Linked DNA regions of Sus scrofa: region 1 is linked to region 2. A link is a contact called in public targeted proximity ligation data. All regions are on one chromosome and are shown on one strand. The core of a region is the stretch at or near the end of the contact, and the rest is flanking DNA. Distances in the headings are between cores, read along the strand shown. Region 1 has its middle 16 kb from the start of PAG1. Region 2 has its middle 46 kb from the start of FABP5.

Evidence for each region.
Region 1: a contact with region 2 is called in a targeted proximity ligation map of alveolar macrophages. A contact is called at or near these places in 10 of 47 Hi-C or Micro-C datasets (alveolar macrophages, embryonic fibroblasts, epiblast stem cells and 6 more) and 1 of 2 datasets of targeted methods (alveolar macrophages).

What each region holds. Positions count from the first base shown.
Region 1 is chr4:55,431,981-55,436,950 of Sscrofa11.1, reverse strand. No RefSeq gene overlaps it. Among named protein-coding and RNA genes, the nearest start is that of PAG1, 16 kb to the left of the region's middle.
Region 2 is chr4:55,326,257-55,331,069 of Sscrofa11.1, reverse strand. No RefSeq gene overlaps it. Among named protein-coding and RNA genes, the nearest start is that of FABP5, 46 kb to the right of the region's middle.

The DNA.
Region 1 (4,970 bases), core at 706-3,205, 110 kb before region 2:
ATAGATTTATTAAGGTAGGAAGCTTCTGAGAGATACAAGCAGGCAGGCAAGGAAGCTCTGCCCTGAGGATTAGGTGGGCTACATTTTTATAATCCAAAGAAAGTGGGAGTGGGAAAAGACTGCCTTCTTCCTCATTCTTTGAGTAGACATCAGGCTTACATCATTAGCTCCTTCTGTGTATCTGGTAAGGGAGTATTTGACCTTCTGAGGTCAGACTAGGACTGTCGTGCTGCTTATTCAGATCTGCAGAAAGGTGGTAACATATGCTAAAATATGTTGAATCTTCTCAGGTTTCTGTATCATGAGGGTTTCCTACTTTGGAATGTCATCTTTCCCTTAAATTCTGGTCCTTAGTCCTAAGGATCATTATCTTGCTGAACTTGAATACAGGCCTCATTTTATCTTTCACTTAATGACCTGAGGCACATCTCGTGGTTTTATGGTTTTATAGTTAAGCAAGCCTGCTTCATTCCACATCTGATGGCTTTCTTAAGTGATCATTAACTTAACAGTGACCTCCCAAAGTTCCCAGGTTTTCTTCTCTACCTATGGTCCCCTATTTGGACTTTTTTTTTTTTTTTTTTGTCTTTTAGTCTTTTCTAGGGCCACACTCACAGCATATGGAGGTTCCCAGGCTAGGGGTCCAATCGGAGCTGTAGCCTATGCCACAGGCACAGCAACGCGGGATCCGAGCCATATCTGCAAACTTCACCACAGCTCACAGCAACACGGATCCCCAACCCACTGAGCAAGGCTGGGGATTGAACCGGCAACCTCATGGTTCTTAGTCGGATTCATTAACCACTGAGCCACAACAGGAACTCCTCTATTTGAACTTCTATAACTACCTGTGTAACTATCCTACTCTATCCCTATCATTAGGATTATATAGACAATGATAGACAATGATGTAGCCATCGAAGTTCAGATGGTCCTATTATGGTTCTATTATGGATGGTGAGCTTGTCATTCATCTCAGAATTGTTCATTTAGCCTTATGTTTATTCTAGTAAACAAACTCGATGTCATTTTGCCAAATTAAGACAGTGCATCATTTATACTGATAGGAAACTTTAGGCATCCAACTTAATTTAAAATATAAACTCTTAAAAAGGAAAAGACTGGAGTTCCCGTCGTGGCTCAGTGGTTAATGAATCTGGCTAGGAACCATGAGGTTGCATATTTGATCCCTGTCCTTGCTCTATGGGTTAAGGATCCGGCATTGTTGTGAGCTGTGGTGTGGGTCACAGATGTGGCTTGGATCCCATGCTGCTGTGGCTGTGGTGTAGGTCAGCAGCTGCAGCTCCAATTGGACCCCTGACCTGGGAACCTCCATATGCCTTGGGTGTAGCCCCAGAAAAGACCAAAAAAATGACAAAAAAAAAAAAAAAAAAAAAGGAAAAGACCACTTGAAGCACTGACAAAAACAGAGACAAGAAACATTTTTTAAAATAAAATCCCAAGGATCGAAAAATAACTGTACTGCCTATCTAGCAGGTTAAAATTTAATTAGCTCTGTTGAATTGTAGCTAGACTCACTCTTTGAGTCTTCTTCAGGTTATACATTTGAATTGAAACAATAACTTTGCAGCTAGAAGAGTTTCTAATGACTTTGGGGCATACCAGCTAACAATTTATCTCAGGAGGGAGAAGGGAAGAGGAATATTGTTTGATTTTATCAGATTCAGTGTTACTCTTCAGAAATAATTACTTGCTTTTCTAACACACCAAACTTTTACTTTATTACTGACAGACTCTCTGAAATGACAGCCACTGACGTTACAGAACCGTCATTATTGTAACATTCTATCTGACAACATGCAATCATGTACATTAAGAGGTTTAAATTGCCCTCAAACATGTGGTAGGAAAGTTTGTTTAACTCAGTGCTGAGTACTACAAGCTCAATAATAAACTTTCACTGATAGGCTGATTCTCACTACATTTTCCTAAGAGCTCTGTCTAAACAGCAAACAAGGACAGAAATGACTGTGTCCTGGAGTCTTAAGTGTAGACATACTTGTGACACTTTCTCTGAGTCAAAGCAGATGATTTCTGTGGAAATTTTGCAATTAAGAGAAAAGTTCACAGGCCTTCCCTTCTGGATAGATAAGGATGTCTGTTCCACACAAGTTTTGTGGGTACTTACTCTCAAATGGGATACCCCTGGGGGATTTGACTTTTCAAGAAAAGGCCTCAGAAGAGCTTCCTGGTGGCACAATGGGTTAAAGATCCAGCATTGTCATTGCTGTGGCTCTGGTCACTGCTGTGGTGCAAGTTCGATCTCTGGCTTGAGAGCTTCTACATGCTACAGACTCAGTCCAAAAAGAGAGAGAGAAAGAGAGAGAAGTCCTGATTTTTATTATGTATTATGTAGTAGTATTTAACTGCAGGGTGTCCAGATCAGTTCTCTCTTTCCTTTTTTTTTTTTTTTTCTTTTTACAGCCACTCCTGTGGCATATGGAAATTCCCAGTCTAGGGGTCAAATTGGAGTTGCAGCTGCCAGTCTACCCCACAGCCACAGCAATGCCAGATCCAAGCCATGTCTGTGACCTACACCACAGCTCACTGCAACGCCAGATTCTTAACCCACTGAGCAGAGCCAGGGATCGAACCTGCAACTTCATGGATACTAGTCAAGGTTTGTTACCACTGAACCACCACACAATATCCCCCAGATCCGTTCTCTTTTGAGGTTCACTTAGAGCAATTCCAAAATTTCAGAATTTACTGTTCAGGCTAATTTGGACTCTTCAGAATTCGGAATGATGTGGCCTGCTGTAGGCTCACCCTCCTGGGACCACAGGAGAATTGATAGAGATTTGGTTAGAAAAAGATGGCCTTGGCTAGAGAATTCTGTACCTCCTACCATGCGAACATCAAAGCAGGTGTCGTCTTTTGTAGGAGACAGAGCTGAAGATGAGATTCAGCCCCCAGCACAGCGGTTAGCAGTGTGGGCTCTCATATGCCTCCACAAACAGGTGCTTGGATCTTAATCATGTTGCCTATTCTCTGTCTCCCGATTCCTCGATTGTAAAATATAGCAGTGGCTTTTCTTACTGAATCTTTATATGATTGATAAAGTTAATGGTTTTTAAACATTTGGCACAGTCTCTGGAAGCTAGAAAGTTCTCAAATAACAACCAATAGTGCTGGGTGTGCTGGAGGAAGTCCATGCATTTTATTTTTGTCTTTTTTTTGTGGCGGGCCTCAGGTGCAGTATATGCAAATTCCCAGGCTAGGGGTCGAATTGGAGCTTCAGCTGCCAGCCAATGCCACAGCCACAGCACATCATATCTGAGCCAAGACTGAGAACTACATCACAGTTCACAGCAATGCCAGATCCTTAACCCACTGAGCAGAGCCAGGGATCAAACCCATGTCCTCATAAATACGAGTCAGGTTTGTTACCACTGAGCCACGATGGAAACTCCAGTCCATGCATTTTATACACGTAACTCATTTACTTTTCACAAAGACAGCAGGAAGGACCGCATTCCCATTTTACAGATGAAGAAACCAAGGCACATACAGATTAAGTAACTTGTGCAAGATCACACAGCTAGTAAGCAGCAGATAACCTCTATACATTTTAACCTGGGTCCAGTGGCTCCAGAGCCCATGCATTTAGCCACTCATTCCTGCTTCATCTCTAATAAATAAATGTGATGTTTTATTATTGTTGTTTTCCTTCCTGTAATTCTTTCCAACTCCATGACACCGATATGACCTCTATTTCTTCAGGTCCTTTGTTCCAAGGGAAGCGGCAGCTGGCTCCTCCTATGGCTAAACCAGGGTGATCCATGATAAGCCACTTGTCACTAGCATGAGTCCCATGGGGAAAGGTAGCCGGAATGACTGAAAGGCCATATATGGGGAGTTAAAACTCTGGTTTGGATTCTGACACTCTCTTGGCTATGTCGATAGATTCAAATGAATATTTCTATTCATCTTTCATGCCTAGAATTGCAAGATAATTTACTTAAATATAAATACTTACTGAATACCTACCAAGTGAGAGTATTTTATACTTTGTTGTGGATAGGAAAAAATGAATAAATAGAAGGCACGATCCCAACCACAAGTACTTTCTATCTAGGATGATAGGTGCCTATACAAGTAACCAGGCTGGAAAACCTGTGGGAGTTGGCAAGACCTGCATTCAAACATGTTTCATTTCCTACTTGTGTATCACCTTAAACACATGATCTTTCTGAGCCTTAATTTTCTCATTTGTAACGTGGACTCGATAATACTTCCCTTATAAGATTTGGATTGTTGCTAGTACTCATAAATGTTATTTAACAAGTGCTTTGCATAAACACACTGTTTTAAAAGAAGAAGATGGGTATGTCAGCAGGAAAAATATATAAACCTGTGAAAATGTTAAAGTATATATGAACTCACAGACAACATTTATTTCATGCTCGATTTTCAAGATAAACTAAAGAAGAGGTTATATTCCAAAATGCACTTTAATCTGGTAAAGAATTTGAGGTCTAGATGCCCCCTTCCCCACATTTAACAGTTAGGCTCTCTTCTGACTCATCAGCTCCTGGAACATCCTCACCATGATCTTTGGCAGAGGGTGTGTTTGTGCTCACCTGTGGAGTGTGTGGGGTGTCTTTTGCAGAGGAGGCTGGAGGATGCATGGATTGCCTGCTGTCTCAAGGCAGCGACAGTGCATAAGGAAAACGATGTACTTTTCAAAAAGTGAGCAGTGAGGGGAGAGCTCTTTTTCCCATATTCAATATTCTCTTCCATGTGAAAGGGGCTCCACTAGCATAAACTGTCTGAGCTCTCTTTGCCCCCTTGCTGGTTCCCATCCAGGGAGAGAGAGTGACTTATCTGGTGGGTGAGGTTGGCAGAAGATACAGGGACTGTATCACCTACCCCTGCCTCTTCTCTTTTAGATGGGAGCTGCCAGTAGGAAATGAGCCCCCTGTTCTGCTCCTCTCCAGTTTGGGTGG
Region 2 (4,813 bases), core at 1,625-4,124:
TGAAATTTACCCAAAATAAATGAAAAATATGTTCATGCAAAGACCTATGTTTGAATGTTCCTGGTGACTTTAATTATGATCGTTAAAAACTAAAATAAGGAAATGTTTGGCATGGTGAATGGATAAATTAATTATATCTACATGATAAAATGTTACTCAGCAAAAAACTCTCTACTAATATAAAAATTAATAAAAATGAATGTATGTGCAAAACAGGAACTGACTCACAAACATAGAAAACCAACTTGTTGCTACCAAAGGGGAGATGGAATGGGGGAGGGAGAAATTAGGTGTATGTGATTAACAGATATAAATTCTTTCTTTCTTTCTTTCTTTTTTTTTTTTTTTTTTTTTTTTTTTTTGTCTTTTTAGAGCTGTACCCGAGGCATACAGAGGTTCTCAGGCTAGGGTTTGAAACTGAGCTGTAGCTGCTGGCCTACACCATAGCCACAGGAACTCGGGATCCAAGCCACGACTGCGACCTATAGCTCGTGGCAATGCTAGATTCTTAACCCACTGAGTGAGGCTAAGGATCACACCTGTGCCCTCATGGATGCCAGTCAGATTCATTTTCTCTGAGCATGACAGGAACTCCAGATTAACAGATATAAACTCATGCATTAAAGGGATACGAAAGAAAGCTTTACTTAGCACGGGGAATTATACCCATTATCTTGGTTTTGTTTTCTTTTTGGCTTTTCAGGGCATATGGAAATTCCCTGGCTGGGCGTTGAATCAGAGCTGCAGCTGCCAGCCTAACCACAGCCATAGCACCTCGGGATCCGAATCATGTCTTCGACCTACACCACAGCTCAAGGCAACGCCGGATCCTTGAGTGAAGCCGGGGTGGAACTTGCATCCTTGTGGATGCTAGTCAGGTTTGTAACCCGTTGAGCCACAATAGGAACTCCCTTTACCCATTATCTTGTAATAACCTCTAGTGGAATATAATCTGCAAAAATACTGAATCACTGTGCTGTACACCTGAAACTAACACAATATTGTAAATCAGCTATGTTTTAATTAAAAAAGCCCTTCATTGATACTTTCAATATCATGGATGCATCTTAAAAACATTACACTGAGTGAAAGAAGCCAGGCAAGAAAAGACCATATGTGATACGATTTCATCTTACGATATTATGGAAAAAGAAAAACTTGAGTGATGGAAAGTAAAGTGTTTGAGGAACTGAGGACCTGGGAGAGGGATGGGAGGAAGGAGTTGTGTGCATAGAAGAATGCTCAATTTGGGGAGTCATGAGAAATGTTCACAATAGTGGTTGTGGATAGTATGTGTTTGCTAAAACTCAACAAAGTGTAACCTTAAAATCAGTACTTTTTATATTCTGTTAATCATACCTCAATAAAGCTGATTAAATAAAGATATATTAAAAATGCATCTCTATAAATACTCAGGAATCTGATACAAAGATATTCGTGTTTCTTCTTTTTGAAGAAGGAGGAAGAATTTTGTTCTCATTTATGAGAAAAGCCTCCAGGGCCTGTTCTAGCAAAAGTACAATGGGAGACACTTTCTCTTTCACTGGACATGGCTTTGAATGCCTCCTCTCATTTCACGTTTTGGAATTACAAATTCTTCTTTGTGTTCTTCAGTGACGTGTTTTCTGACTAGGATTTTTTCTTTTTTCTTTTAAACAGGACTGGGGCTGTGCAGGGGTTCTGGGAGAGGCTGAATTGCCCCAGGATCATGCTCTTTCTAGGAAACAGGAACTAGGGGGTCAAGGTTTGTGTGGGTTCAGTGTCATCTGAACTTGATGCGCCTTGGCCTCATGTGTCCCTTCCATGTTTAGAAGGTCCCTCTCTTGGGCCTATCATTTCACAGAAGCCCCAGGATATGGTGATTTGGGTGGAGCCTGTATTTTATCTCAAGGTTTGGAGGAATGTCATGTTGATCTATTCCCACTAGAAGCTGGGTACTTCTATGAGTGAACTTCCTGAGAGTCCATGCCATTAATAGATAGGACAATTTTAGCTCTTTGAGCAAAGGTCTCTTGAGTTTTGACTTCAACCTGAAAAACAGATGACAAATGATAGCATTAGGTTCTGCCTGTTAAACTGATTTCCTGGATGATGTTTCTCTTGCATAATCCCTGTTAAATATTTGTACCTGATTCACCTGAGTTAAACAGTTGCAAATTTCCCAGGGTGGAGGAATAGGTACAAGTCAACCCAGGGTACAAATATGGTGCCTAAGTCAGGCCCTGGCGAGTCTTCATTCCCTAAAACGAGGTGTAGCACTCTCATTTTTTACTGTAGCGGACAAAGACATGGTGATTGAAACCAGAAAGAGCCTCATTTAAAAAGGCCAGGCGCCTAGTACCCCCTCCTCTGTGAAGGAAGAAATGAGAAGACATAACCTTTTTATTTATGTATTTTTTAATTGTTTTTTATTTTTTGGCTTTTTAGGGCCACACCCACGGCATACGGAAATTCCCAAGCTAGGGGTCGAATTGGAGCCACATCCACAGCAAGGCGGGATCAAGCCTCATCTGCGGCCTATGCCACAGCTCACGGCAACACCGGATCCTTAACCCACTGAGAGAAGCCAGAGATTGAACCCACAGCCTCATGGTACTAGTTGGATTTGTTACCTCTGAGCCACCATAGGAACTCCTCTTTAGTTTTATGTTGTAGATTACACATTTCTAAATATGTGGGAAATTATCAAAGATTGTGGTTCTTGATTTTGAAAAATGAAATTTTTCCTGTTAAAGTGTAACTATATAGGCATGCATATTAGCCCTATCTTTGCTTAATTTGGAGAGAATCAGCTGTTTCTAATCATTGCTTAAACCCCATAAAGGTTTCCAAGATTGGACCGCACCCAGTCCAAACTCTATCCAAGGTGGGCCAGTTCTGCCATCTAGTGGCCACCTTGTTGAACTACATCAGAGGGCATTCTGCGGTCTAGTCTGTTCTAGTCCTGAGAATTACTTTTAATTTAATGAGTCATGTGATTAGTTTTGGCCTTCATGTCTTTTCATTCCTACCTACTATCTGTGTGACTTGGGAAAATTATTTAATATTTCTGTGACTCAGTCTATCCATCTGCAGAATGGGGATAAGGACCTACTTCCTGTGATTTTCATGAGGCTCATGTGAGATAATATATGGAAAACGCTTAACAGAAGGCCTAGGCACAGGTAAATCCTGAATAAAATTTTATATTTTTATTATATTTCCTAATATAATTATAATTTTGCAAGTCCAGAACTGAAAATAAAAATAGGCTGAAACATAGAGTTCCCACTGTGACTCAGTGGTAATGAACCCAACCAGGATCCATGAGGATATGGGTTCAATCCCTGACCTTGCTCAGTGGGTTAAGGATCCAGCATTGCCTTGAGCTGTGGTGTAGGTCACAGACACAGCTCGGATCCTGCAATCCTGTGGTTCTGGCGCAGGCCGGAGGCTGCAGCTCTGATTCAACCCCTGGCCTGGGAACCTCCATATGCTGGGAGTATGGCCTTAAAAAGACCAAAAAAAAAAAAAAAAAAAAAAAAAAAAAAAGGCCAAAACATGGGAAATCGAGATATGGATATATGAGTATTTCAGAATAAATTAAATATACAATATCCAAAGCTTGGAAGAAGATCAAGTTTATTTAGGCTTCTCGTGTACACTGCCAACAATTGTATCATTGCAATTATGCCCACCTCATTCCAAGTCTTTCCCCACGTCATACTGAATGTTCCCACATGGCAGACAACTCATTACCCTGCATGCGTTTTAAGGCCTTTCTTCCTCTTTCAGGAACATTCTCCCTTTCAATTTTATATTTCACAACCCTTAATTCCTAACTCAAATGCCAGCTTCCTGTACACACTCCTCCAGGGCTGCAAGTAAAGTAGATCTTGCCTTTCATCTCTAGCAGAGCATTTGATGCACATGGATGTGCTGGAGACAGCTGGGAATCTGTGTGTGTGGCCACATCACTACAGGGTGATGTGCTTGCTGTGAGATGTTATATATTATCTTTGTATCTTCTCTCCCCCAACCCAAGGCCTAACACAAAGACTCCACACAAAAAATGCTCCATAGAAGGTTGTAGAACTGAAATAAAATCTTGGAGTTCCCCTCGTGGCACAGTGGTTAATGAATCCGACTAGGAACCATGAGGTTGAGGGTTCGATCTCTGCCCTTGCTCAGTGGGTTAAAGGATCCAACGTTGCCGTGAGCTGTGGTGTAGTTTGTAGACGCGGCTCGGATCCTGTGTTGCTGTGGCTCTGGTGTAGGCCAATGGCTACAGCTCCGATTGGACCCCTAGACTGGAAACCTCCATATGCCACCAGAGTGGCCCAAGAAATAGCAAAAAGACAAAAAAAAAAAAAAAAATCTTGGCAAACAAATATGTAGAACAGTTTTTTAAGAAGGCCGAATGACTCTTAGAAGCATCTAAGGTACATTGGACTAAAATGGCCCAAGGCTTTGAGTTGGCAGGGTTAGTCCATCAAAATATGCTTTAGGATTAAAAATTAAGTAACATTTTATAATAAAAATAACATACTTTGGGATTAAAATCAAGTAATATTTTATAATGACAATAATAGATTTTATTAAAGAATACTTGGAAATTACTGATGAGTAAAGAAAAAAGTCATGGCTCTACTACCCAAATATTATTCATATTTGATGTATTTTCTCAACATTTTGTCTCTACAATGTTTTTATTACATGGCTGTGATCCTTGCCTATTTGCAGTTACAACTTTAACTTATTTAAAATAGTTTCCCATGATGCTATTTGCACATTAGAAGCATCATTTTAAAAAGCAGAATTCCACCAAATAAAT